Regions from separate parts of the Arabidopsis thaliana genome. Here region 2 is linked to region 1. Evidence: chromatin contacts called from public capture Hi-C data. All regions are on one chromosome and are shown on one strand. The core of a region is the stretch at or near the end of the contact, and the rest is flanking DNA. Distances in the headings are between cores, read along the strand shown. Region 1 holds the start of AT4G17790 (SNARE associated Golgi protein family). Region 2 holds the start of NAC071 (NAC domain containing protein 71).

What was found. Capture Hi-C pulls out chosen DNA fragments and counts their contacts.
Region 2: a capture Hi-C map of seedling shows a contact between it and region 1, with 1.9 times the contacts expected there. A contact is called at or near these places in 1 of 26 Hi-C or Micro-C datasets (callus) and 1 of 3 other capture datasets (seedling).

Annotation. Positions count from the first base shown.
Region 1 is chr4:9,887,686-9,893,314 of TAIR10.1, reverse strand. It overlaps AT4G17790 (SNARE associated Golgi protein family), which reads right to left and starts at 2,264. Exons shown (of 4, transcript NM_117889.4): 1 at 1,664-2,264; 2 at 1,128-1,398; 3 at 861-1,031; 4 at 258-765. The coding sequence starts at 1,890. The coding sequence ends at 640. It overlaps MIR160b (a microRNA gene), which reads right to left and starts at 4,333; the gene lies at 4,245-4,333.
Region 2 is chr4:9,978,284-9,983,912 of TAIR10.1, reverse strand. NAC071 (NAC domain containing protein 71) reads left to right here and starts at 3,358. Exons shown (of 4, transcript NM_001341249.1): 1 at 3,358-4,031; 2 at 4,122-4,411; 3 at 4,515-4,739; 4 at 4,830-5,210. The coding sequence starts at 3,875. The coding sequence ends at 5,036.

The sequences.
Region 1 (5,629 bases), core at 1,015-3,514:
TTTAAATTGCAGATTGTGCTCACTCGAGAATATTTTCAAATATTCTCACCTCACTCGAGAATATTTAGCCCTAGATGATTCAAATTGTGCTCTATCGATCTTAAAACTGCAAAGTATATATAGAATTCTTCACTATAGAAATCAGATAACGTATAAAACGATTTTGGGCCCTTCTCATAATAATCTCAAAAGCCGATAAATCTATAAATACATGCATCTGTGTATATATGTACGTAAACTATGTACACAAAACCAACAATACATGTATATAAACAAATTAAACAACACACACCAAATACATTCGTGTATGTATATGGATTTTAAAAAAGAATCACACACCAAAAATCTAGTCTCATTAGTCATTACTCTCACTAAAATCGAAACCCAAGCAAAGAAAATTCAGGTTCTGACTACTTTTATGGATATTTTTTTTGTTAGGCCCATAAACTTAATGCCAAGGCCCATGAAACCTGTTTGAGATGTGCATTCGAGTACATTTCTCCGAGTAAAGAAAACAAGTAGAGAACAGAGTTTTATGATTGATTGATCTTAAGTTCTTAACATTCTACATGATATATACACAAAGAGGCTGTTGAAATGCTCTGTTTTCATCATCATCATCGTATTGATCTTCATCTTCTATGCTTGTTTCTTGCCAATTAGGGTTGGAGTCACAGAGAGCACACCAATGAGACACAGAGTCGCCATGGAGCTGAAGTCATAGAGATCTCCCAATGATTTTAGCTCTCCAAGAGCAAGCCCAGCCTGGTCACAAAGTCAAACACATTTTCGTTAGATAATATTCAAACTCATTGAAACCATAAGACAAAAACCAGGAAGATGCATGAAAATTCTCATACCCGGACAGTGACAAATGCAGCAGGAATCAGACCGATGAATGTAGCTAGGAAGAAGATATGATAAGGAACATCAACAATTGGAGAAGCAACATTAATGAAAGTGTTAGGCAATGTTGGTGTTAGCCTCAAGAACAGCATATAATTCAGCAACCGATCTTTTCTTCTCGCAACCTAAAGAAACAAAACCCGCAAAAACTCTTTCAAAATTTCCTCGGAAACTTATATCGAAGAAAGCGCAATAAGATTGATTTGATTAGTTTTTCAAACCTGATCTTGGAAGAATACGAGCTTGTCAGGCCAAAGCGAGAAGAGTAAAGGTCTACCAATGAGCTTAGAGAGGAAATAACAAGAGGAAGCACCAGCTGTTGCAGTGGAGACAACAAGAGCCATTCCTTTGACAACTCCAAAGAGAGCACCAGCAAGCAAAGACATGAACACAGTTCCAGGAATCATGAACGTCTGCATAAAAACGTACACCAGACAATATCCAACAAGAACTTGAACTGTGTAATCACTTGTGTATATCTCAAGATTATCTCTGCATATCAAAACACTAAATGTTAGTAAATCAATCAATTCCAAAGCTCAATATGTTAAAAAATCAAAACTTTCTTCATGTTCTATATATAGATTCAAACATTGCCAATATTAGCAATAACCCTAACACGAGATTAGCTTTAGCTTCATGGTTCAAGCATATACAGATTCCAGAATCCTAAATTGGAAAGTCACGGTCTTTGAATCAAAGAATGAACATTTACTAAAAACCCAGAAATAATCAATACTAAAAACAATAAATTTACCTAAGAATCTGAAGATCTTCGAGATTACGAGGTAGCTTGAGAAAGCTGTAATCAGATTGAGGCATTGTGAGATAAACGCAAACAAGACCCAAAATAAACCCTAAAACGACGCCGGAAGCTGCCGTGACCTCCCAAAAGCTCAGAGAATATATCGGAGTCGGTAATTTCGCCGGCGCCGCCGGAACAACGCCGATCGTTGTTGTTGTTTCTCCTTCTTCTTTCTCCATCTCTCTTGTATCGATATCGAGAGAGAGAGAGATAGAAGAAAGGAGGGATAAATAGAAAGAGAAGTTTAAAAGCTTTTCCTTACACGAATCCTTTTCTCTGTCTCTGTCTCCTCGAAATCTGAATGACGGAGAAAGATTGAATTTGAAGGAGACGAAGGAAGAAAATAAATATAAAGGAATATTCGAATTTTGATTTTGAAGGATTTGTTTTTGGAATTTAATATGTAAATCTAAATTGAAAAATAAATAACAAAACTAATTTCTACCTTTAAAAGTTTTTTGCGGCCCTAATTGTTTCGTGGTTTATAAATTTAGCCCCGAGCTTTATATATATGCATGTCGTATACCCAAATTCGTTAACAATTAGGAAGTTTTATTTTACAGATCTATTTAAAAATTGTTTAAATTATGGCGATTCAAACTAAAGGTGACATAGTACATTTTAAAAAAAGTTATTATCTAAGTTATGATAAATTATTAGCTATAATATTCATAATCCATGTTACCTCCAATAGCTTCAAATACAGATGAATACATTATACATGATGACTTTAATTTTGTCCGTATTATTAGAAAATGTTTATGATTGGTACGCATAAGAATCACATATAAACAAAGTTAATTATAACCAAAGCTACATGATTCCTGCAAGCTATGGCTATGTAGATAATTAAATATTACAGTTGTTAGTATATAAATATAGCCAATTTAAAGAAAAAATCATACGCATGCAATATTACTTCTTTTTATATTATGGAGGATAATTTATTTGTTGAGTTAATAGTTAAATAAAAAATTAGCTCACTACTAATCTTAGTATATAGTATATACTTTTTAATTTAAATCAATACTAATCTTACTATATTATAATCAACATCGTAACCAACAAACAGTCAGCATTGTATCTTGAATCAGACTTCTCTAATTGTGAGTATTAACAATAAATCAACAATTCATTCTATATATAATACAATCAATTTTTGATTTGATAATTGATAGTGTGGTGCTTCGCCCACCGAATATGGCACATAACACGTTTAAACGAACATGTGAGCTTATAATTGCCTATGTTGCTTCACGACAAAAGTAAATTACATAGATATATGAAGAGAATATGTACTATACTTAATGCTGTAGAAGTAAAAGAAAAATAAGAACTTGAAGTAATAATACTATACTTAAAACTGAATTAATTCTGTAGCAGTGAAATGATAAAAAAATTCCTTGCCAAAAGATAATGGAAAACTACTCAAGTAAAATGCAAATCCGTTCGTGTTACGGCATTTGAGGGGATTAACATTATTGCAGAACTCCAAAAACGTCATTTGGATGTCAAAAGTTTTTGATCCACTAACAATCTAAATCCGTTATTATTACTATTATAATGATACAATTTGTATATATTAATAATAGATTTACAAACCTAGGTTGACCTCTGAAATATCTGTCACCTAATCAGTGTCGATGATTTTGAGGAAAGAAACATCATAACAAAAAAAAGTTGAGAAATTTGGGAGGGACAAATGTATGAATAGCGAGACAAATGTGTTGTGTTCTCTATTTCTTCTGTCACACAAGAAAAGACAACATCCTACAACGCATCGCATGCATTGTCTTTCAAACCCGCTCTATCAAAGGGAGGCTTTTACCGCTAACGAGACTAAGAGGTCTTTACGATGTATTATTGTATTCCACCTGCCAATGCTATTATTGCCATATATTTTAACAAAATGAATAGAAAATTAAACCGTTAATGATACAAAAAAATATGGCAATTTGCAACTTTGGCCAAATCTCGGAGTGTGATTAAATAGGTATGGCATTGAACTATTGATAGATAGGGCCACACAAAATCTTACAAAAAAAAGAAGATAGGGATACATAAAAAAAAATTGTTATATTGTTGAATGATGGATGCCTTGATTGGAAGATCTGAAACGATTAAGATTGGTAAAGATGAACATAAACGGACGCTTAATACATATGTGATTATGCAAATTAAACAAAAACCAGAAGAATGATTGATTTATAAAAAATTATTGCCTACAAACTAGATTATTATTCAATACTTCAACGTAATTTTTACCGCCAACAATAATTCCAAACAATATGAAACACCTCGTTGACATCTTAGTTATATAGTAGTAATTGCTAACTACAGTTCAAATATTATTGAAGGAAAGAATGTACGAAAACAATGAAGATAAGAGTATCAGAAAATAGTACCCTCTACACACATCCATGCATATAACAAAACGGTTATAGACAATTAGACATCATCCATGCACATGTATGCTGTGCTATGGAGACAAAGTACTCATATACATATAATGTAGATATTATGATAAGCTTTGGTCATGCTTGACTACTCTGTACGCCACTAGTGATCGATTTTGAAACTAAATCGATGTTTTCTTGTGGCATACAGGGAGCCAGGCACGACTATTATTCCATATATATATATAGTATATATGTATACGGGAACCCTTAAATATGATTGGTGGATAGCTTATACGTCGATCTTGATTTAAATAAAATCAAAATGTGTATGTATTTCATTGAGGGGAAAACATGAACCAGAGAGAAAGTGGCGGATATTTTTGGTCAAGAATTTGGGGAGAGTTATGAGTATAAGAGGAATGGTGGCACATATATATAGAGGAGAAAAATGATAAACTTACTTTGCTTAAAAGAATTTGTGAGATGGAACATAAAGGTGCATTTTGAAGGCCAAGATGAATAATTAAATAACTGCAAAAAATACTTATCTTAAAAGTCTTATAGTTTCTGAATCGAACTTGAAATCCTGCAAAGAAAAAAAAAAGAGAGTTTGCTTTAGTTTTAGTGGGCTAACTTATTCACATACACCATTTTTATATACAGAGGATAATGTAAGATGGAAATCAATATGGATTCTCTTTTGTTAAAGGCAATAAAGAGACAGACACAGCGTGCAACACTTCTGGGTTACTTTAGTTTAATTTAATAGTTTCAAGTTGGTTATGATAATAAGAAACATTCATAGTATTATTAAAGATAAAAGATAGATATATAGTATCATACAAAACAAGAAAAGATTCATGGCCATGGCAATGAATCATCATCATCATCACCACATACATTTTCATCTTAGTCTAATATATTGACTCTAGATAGCCTCGATGGATCTTTGCATTGAATTCCAAACATTCGATATTAAAGTTCATATGCGATTTTATTTATATCCGGAACCATTTTTGTTAGAAATAGCCAAATAGAAATATTCACGTACTACATAATGTTTGATGTTTTTTTGTTGTTTGTCACCGTTTGATATTGCAGTTCATAGAAATGGTTCCAATAGTGCATATTCACAGCTTTATCTTTTCATTGGGTCGTGGGCTCTTTCGACTTTCCCTTTTGCTTTCTATAATTAAAGAGGCTTTTTCTCTGACCAACAAAAGTTCTGGTTCAATTTTCGACAAAACCAGCATCGCTTTGTTGTTTTTCATCCTCCAAACACCAAAGAGATGATTGAACCGGACCGAATCAAAAATCGAAATATAGTGTTTCTTGCAACCAGTTCAGTTTCATTTATGTACAAACTGACTGAACCAAGCTAGTTTTAGACGAACCAAAATTTCTTTGAAATGAGTTTTTTTAGGAATATTTAAACATTAAGTATTTTTAAAATTTTGGTTGGAATTTATTACAAACGAAGTATATACATATCTGACCGTTTGGAATAACATATTTAAAC
Region 2 (5,629 bases), core at 2,109-4,608, 90 kb before region 1:
TGGAAGATTACATCAAAGAGCGGGTGAAGTTTTGGGCTCGATTCGGGGAATCTGATAACTGATTTATGCACACATCAATCATATAATAGAGTATTTGACAATATTGACTTATATGAAATTGACTATTGTTTGGTATGATTTTGCTACTCACTTCCTTTAACCCACATTTTTGTTCTAATAGTTTTGAGGTTTGAATCTAAACCTAGACAAGAATATTTATAAATTTAGATCAACTCTGAGCATCCATGTTACTAAAGACTAATCGTTGGTGATTATTAGACCCAAAATCAGACAATAAATAAAACGAAAAGGGGAAGAAATCAAGAAGGAGAAAGTTGAGTTATATATAGTGTGATTAACAAATTAAGTGATAAATTGTGGGATCTTCTCATTTTCTAAACTTTTTTTAGTAATTCTGAATTTTGTTTTATTTGCGACTAAGAAAATTTTGGACCTAAACCCATAATTTCCTCAGACCAAATATTAAAAATGATTAAACTAGTAATTTTGAACTTTTTTTTGTGAGTGATATAAGAAACTATTACACTGGTTGAGATGCGGATAAATAAGAGTCTTACCATTCCTTTTCACTTTTGTTTTTCACTTTCTTTAGAAGATATAGCTGGCACAAAGTAGTACATTAACTTTGAATAGAATTTTCCGATTGTAAAGTAACTATAAAACCTATGTGTAACTGTATTATAATGAAGAATTATATTCTAGCTCCCTCTTTCACACCAAAAGAAAATGAAGATTTATATTGTCTTTCTATTGATACGGTTAACTAAGTTGATGACAATCTACAAAACCATTCAATATGTATATATATTGTCTATCGATAAGTTTAGCAATATTTACTTTTTGTCGGAATCGCGGACTAGGAAAAATCACATGTCGGCAAAAACGAGAACACGATGACCAGTGTGGTGGGTTGGTAATTTGGTATATTTGGTTGGTCCATGATATCGGTTGAATCTATTTAGAATTTGCAAAAATAGTTCCGATATGACTACTGATATGAATTTACCCCCGGACATTAATTAGTAACGACATAATATTCAAACGTATATGGTACTTTTTGATATATAAAATTAGGGCTCAGTATAGTCAACATAGAAGATCCGTTATTCGTATTTCATAGGCTAACTTCTTCTTTTCCTACCATATGACGTAGTTATTCACGCTTTAGGCCTTTTTCTTCATTTTTGTTCTTTTGTCTCTCTTTAATCAGTGTTAGGGGTCATGGTGACCGTTCCTAAAGTATCGTATAATTATAAGGTGCACTTTTTGGTATATAGAACTTATTAACCTTATACATTTCCATCTCGTGAAGTCATTCGTTTTCCCAATATTTTTTTATTTTCTTTTCCTCTTGAATATTTCAGCTATCGGGTCTTACACAAATGGGAACTAAACTTTAAACTACAACTTTACATCTTAAACAATAACATATTTCCGGTAAAAAGAAGACAATAAACAAAATTTTCTTCAAAGTTTTGTTATCTCTTCTAATGTCTTAAAAGTTGAAAGTGGTTACTCTAATAAAAAGCAGTTTTGTCTTACTCATACTGACGTGGAGGAACATTGTTACACCCCCTTCAAAATAGTCAAGAAAAAGTTTAGAATATTGAACGAAAGGAAAAATAAAAGAATTAGCTAGGACCGAGTTTCTATGACCTAGAACTAAAACTCCCGTTACATACTTATATCAAAGAAACGAGCTAGAAAAAACATTAGAGAAATGTAAAATATATCTCTCTCTTTTTGGTTAACCAAGGTTTACTAATCCGATATACAAGAATGACATGCAAATAAACATAGGGTTAAGTTGTAAAGTAGTCAGATATTTAAACTTAATTATGGAATTGGGCAAATTACTATTTATAATTGGATTTTTAGTCACTAACCTTTGACCCTATTACAGACAAAATCAAATATACCCCATACCAACTCTATTATTTACAAATATGCCACTAATCTTCTTCTTCTCCAATGTCGTTGAAAGCAATTGGGATTTGTGCTTTTAGATTCAACATTTCTCTCTCCTCATACTCACATTCTTTGTATTTCTTTATATATATATATATATATATATATATATATATATATATATATATATATATTTATTTATTTTTTAATAACCTCTTCAATCTAATAATTGAAATGCTTATCAATGTAAATTTATTTTCTAAATTAATTCAGATACATAAAAATCTATATTTTTTCTCTATAATTTGATATGCATTTTGTTAATAATTTTAAATATATTATATAAACATTTTTATTAGTAGTCAGTACAGTTAATTATGTGTACAGATTTTTATTTATACAACTTATTTAATAAGTACAAATTGAAATCGTCCAGCCATAATTGGAAAAATAGTCATTTTACTATTCACAATTTGCAAAGTAGTCACTTTTAACTGTTTGATTCGTACACTTAGATCTGTACAACATTTTTTAGTGTACAGATGTAAGTGTACGTTGTGTATATTTATATATATATATATACACTAAAAATATTGTACAGGTCTAAGTGTACGAATCAACAGTGAAAAGTGACTACTGATAATTGTATACTCCATACAATTATATACTCTGTACAGCTAATGCAACGTACAAAATAAAGTCTGTACACATAATTAAGTGTACCGACTACTGATAAAATGTCTGTAATATATTAAAAATATTAACAAAATGCATATCAAATTATAAAGAAAAATACATAGATTTTTATGTATATGAATTAGTTTAGAAAATAAATTTATATTGATAAGTATTTCAATTATTAAATTGGAGGGGTTATTAAAAAGAAATAAAAAAAAAAAGAATATTTCACTTTTATCTTTCTTCTCTGTCAAAAGGATAGTTCGGTAATTTCAAAACACATCACTTACCCCACCCCAAACTTCTATTTCACGCTCGTCTATTACACGCCCAAAGTGAGTTACATGTTTTGTCAAGTGTAAATAGTAACTTGCCCAACTCCATAATTATGTTTTCAAAAGTGACTAATTTGCCAACACACCTATAAACATATCGTTTTACAAAACGAAACGACGTCTTATGAAATTAAAAAATAGAAAAATAAGTTTTGATTAATTATAGGTGATAGTATTATTGAATCATTGATGTGTGAAGTGTGAACAAGTCTAACTTTAGAGACCAGGTAGGTCCACTTTCTTTTTGAATTTTGGGAACTCTTAAGACAAGCAATGTCTTTATCCGCTTTCGGTGTGTCGAGTTATTTTTTCTTCTGAATATTAACGGCACTGACTATTATAATACTGTTTGTTTATTCTACAGAAAAATTCATCAACATATTTTAAGCTATGATTAAATTTGCCTCACAAAGTTTCGCAACCTTTGTGCTATAAATATCATTCACCCCACAACCATTCAACACTCTACCAACCTTCTCTTCTTCTCTCCGATCTTAATCACTCTCCTAATCAATACTCACTAATAACTTTTTTTTTTTTTTGGTCTTGTATAGCTAATAAGTCAGAGAACCCTTTTCCTCAGTCAGACTCTTTGACCCGCAGCAATTAGCTCTTCCACCAACTGCTCTTCGTTATTTCTGAATTGTACCTTAAGTTTGTTTCTATTTTTTTTCTTAGGTGTTAGATATATTTTTAAAAAGAGAATTTTGGATAATTCGTTTTTTTTTTTGTAAACATACAATCTCTTTCAGACAATGATATTGTCACAAAAAGGATGCAATCAAAGTGAGTTGCAACTTATTTTCAAAAACAAATTGAATGTCGAAAAAAGTTTATATTTTTAGATTTTCCAAATAGTCAATAGATATTTAGTTAAATATTAGCTTTCGACAACTCTCTTGTGTCGCAAGCTACAAGTGTGAATTTTGCAAATGGGGAGTTCATGTTTGCCTCCAGGATTTAGATTTCATCCAACTGATGAAGAGCTCATAGGCTACTACTTGAGTAGAAAAATAGAAGGTCTCGAGATTGAGCTTGAAGTCATTCCTGTTATCGACTTATACAAATTTGATCCTTGGGAGTTGCCAGGTAATTTGAAAAGGAAAACAATTAGATTTTTATCCATAAATTTATATTTAAATAAAACTAAATTTGTTTGATTTTATCTTTGAATTTTAGGTAAATCTTTCCTTCCAAATAGAGATTTGGAATGGTTCTTTTTCTGTCCAAGAGACAAAAAATATGCAAACGGTTCTCGAACCAATAGGGCTACAAAAGCGGGTTATTGGAAAGCAACTGGTAAAGACCGGAAAATCACTTGTAAATCATCGCATGTTATAGCTGGATACCGAAAAACCTTAGTTTTCTATGAAGGTCGTGCCCCATTAGGCGACAGAACTAATTGGTTTATGCATGAATATCGTCTATGCGATATTGATGATCATTCACAAAAATCACCAAATTTCAAGGTAAGAAAATTAGAGTTCGTTTCATTTGATCCAACTTCATAATATTCATTTTTATGAACTAATGGAACGAAGCCTAAAAACCATATATATGTTTGAATTTTAGGGAGCTTTTGCGTTATGTCGCGTAGTTAAGAAGAATGAACTGAAGAAAAATTCGAAAAGTTTGAAAAATAAAAACGAACAAGACATTGGTTCTTGTTACTCTAGCCTCGCGACCTCTCCTTGTCGCGATGAAGCGTCGCAGATTCAATCGTTCAAGCCTTCTTCTACTACAAACGACTCTTCAAGCATTTGGATTTCTCCTGATTTCATCCTTGATTCGTCAAAGGTACCTACATCTATTATCTAAACCAAAATAGTTTTTGTATAGACAGTAGTGGTCTGATATGTGTTTTTGGTTTTGTGATTTTAAATATAGGATTATCCTCAGATTAAGGAGGTTGCTTCTGAGTGCTTTCCCAACTACCATTTTCCGGTCACCACGGCAAACCACCACGTGGAATTTCCGGTGAGCTCTTGTTATTTCAATGTGGACCAGGACATTGATCAGTCGATGCAAACCGGTTATTGGACAAATTATGAAAATGACCAAACCGGTTCATTTGACTACTCAAACCTTTTTTAGCTACAAGAAATGTTGGTTCGTTCTTAGGACAAAAACGCCTTTTAACGTTGGTGTCTTGGAACTTGGAAGAAGAAGAAGAACTAGTTGTGAACGTCTATCATTTTCTTTTGAGAATTTAATTATCTTACTCTTGGTTTTTATTTTAGTTTTATATATATTGTTTGCTAATATAAGGAATGAGTATAATAAATTCCTTATTTAAAGTTTTTTCGTATGAAGATTTACGTTATTATAGAGTCTTATTTTAATGTTCCGATACCTTTGATATGATATATGCAAAGAGAATCAATCATGTTCTTCTCAATCATTAATTGGACCAAACTTATATTATATAAAGCAACTTATGTAGAAGTCATAACAATCATTTGCATTAAAAATCCAATATTTTGTCTATAAAAGCAATAGTTTCGGGACCATTTTGACATTTCAAAAGTTTATGTAAACAAAATTCCATAAATATGCAGAGATTAAAATCAAAAACTATGTGACGCAGCAATTTGTTTACAGATGTATGAAAATCCCAAAAGCTTGCATTTCTCAATTGTTAGAGACCTTTCAAACAAAATTCTTTTTTCCATGAGCTTTCTACATTT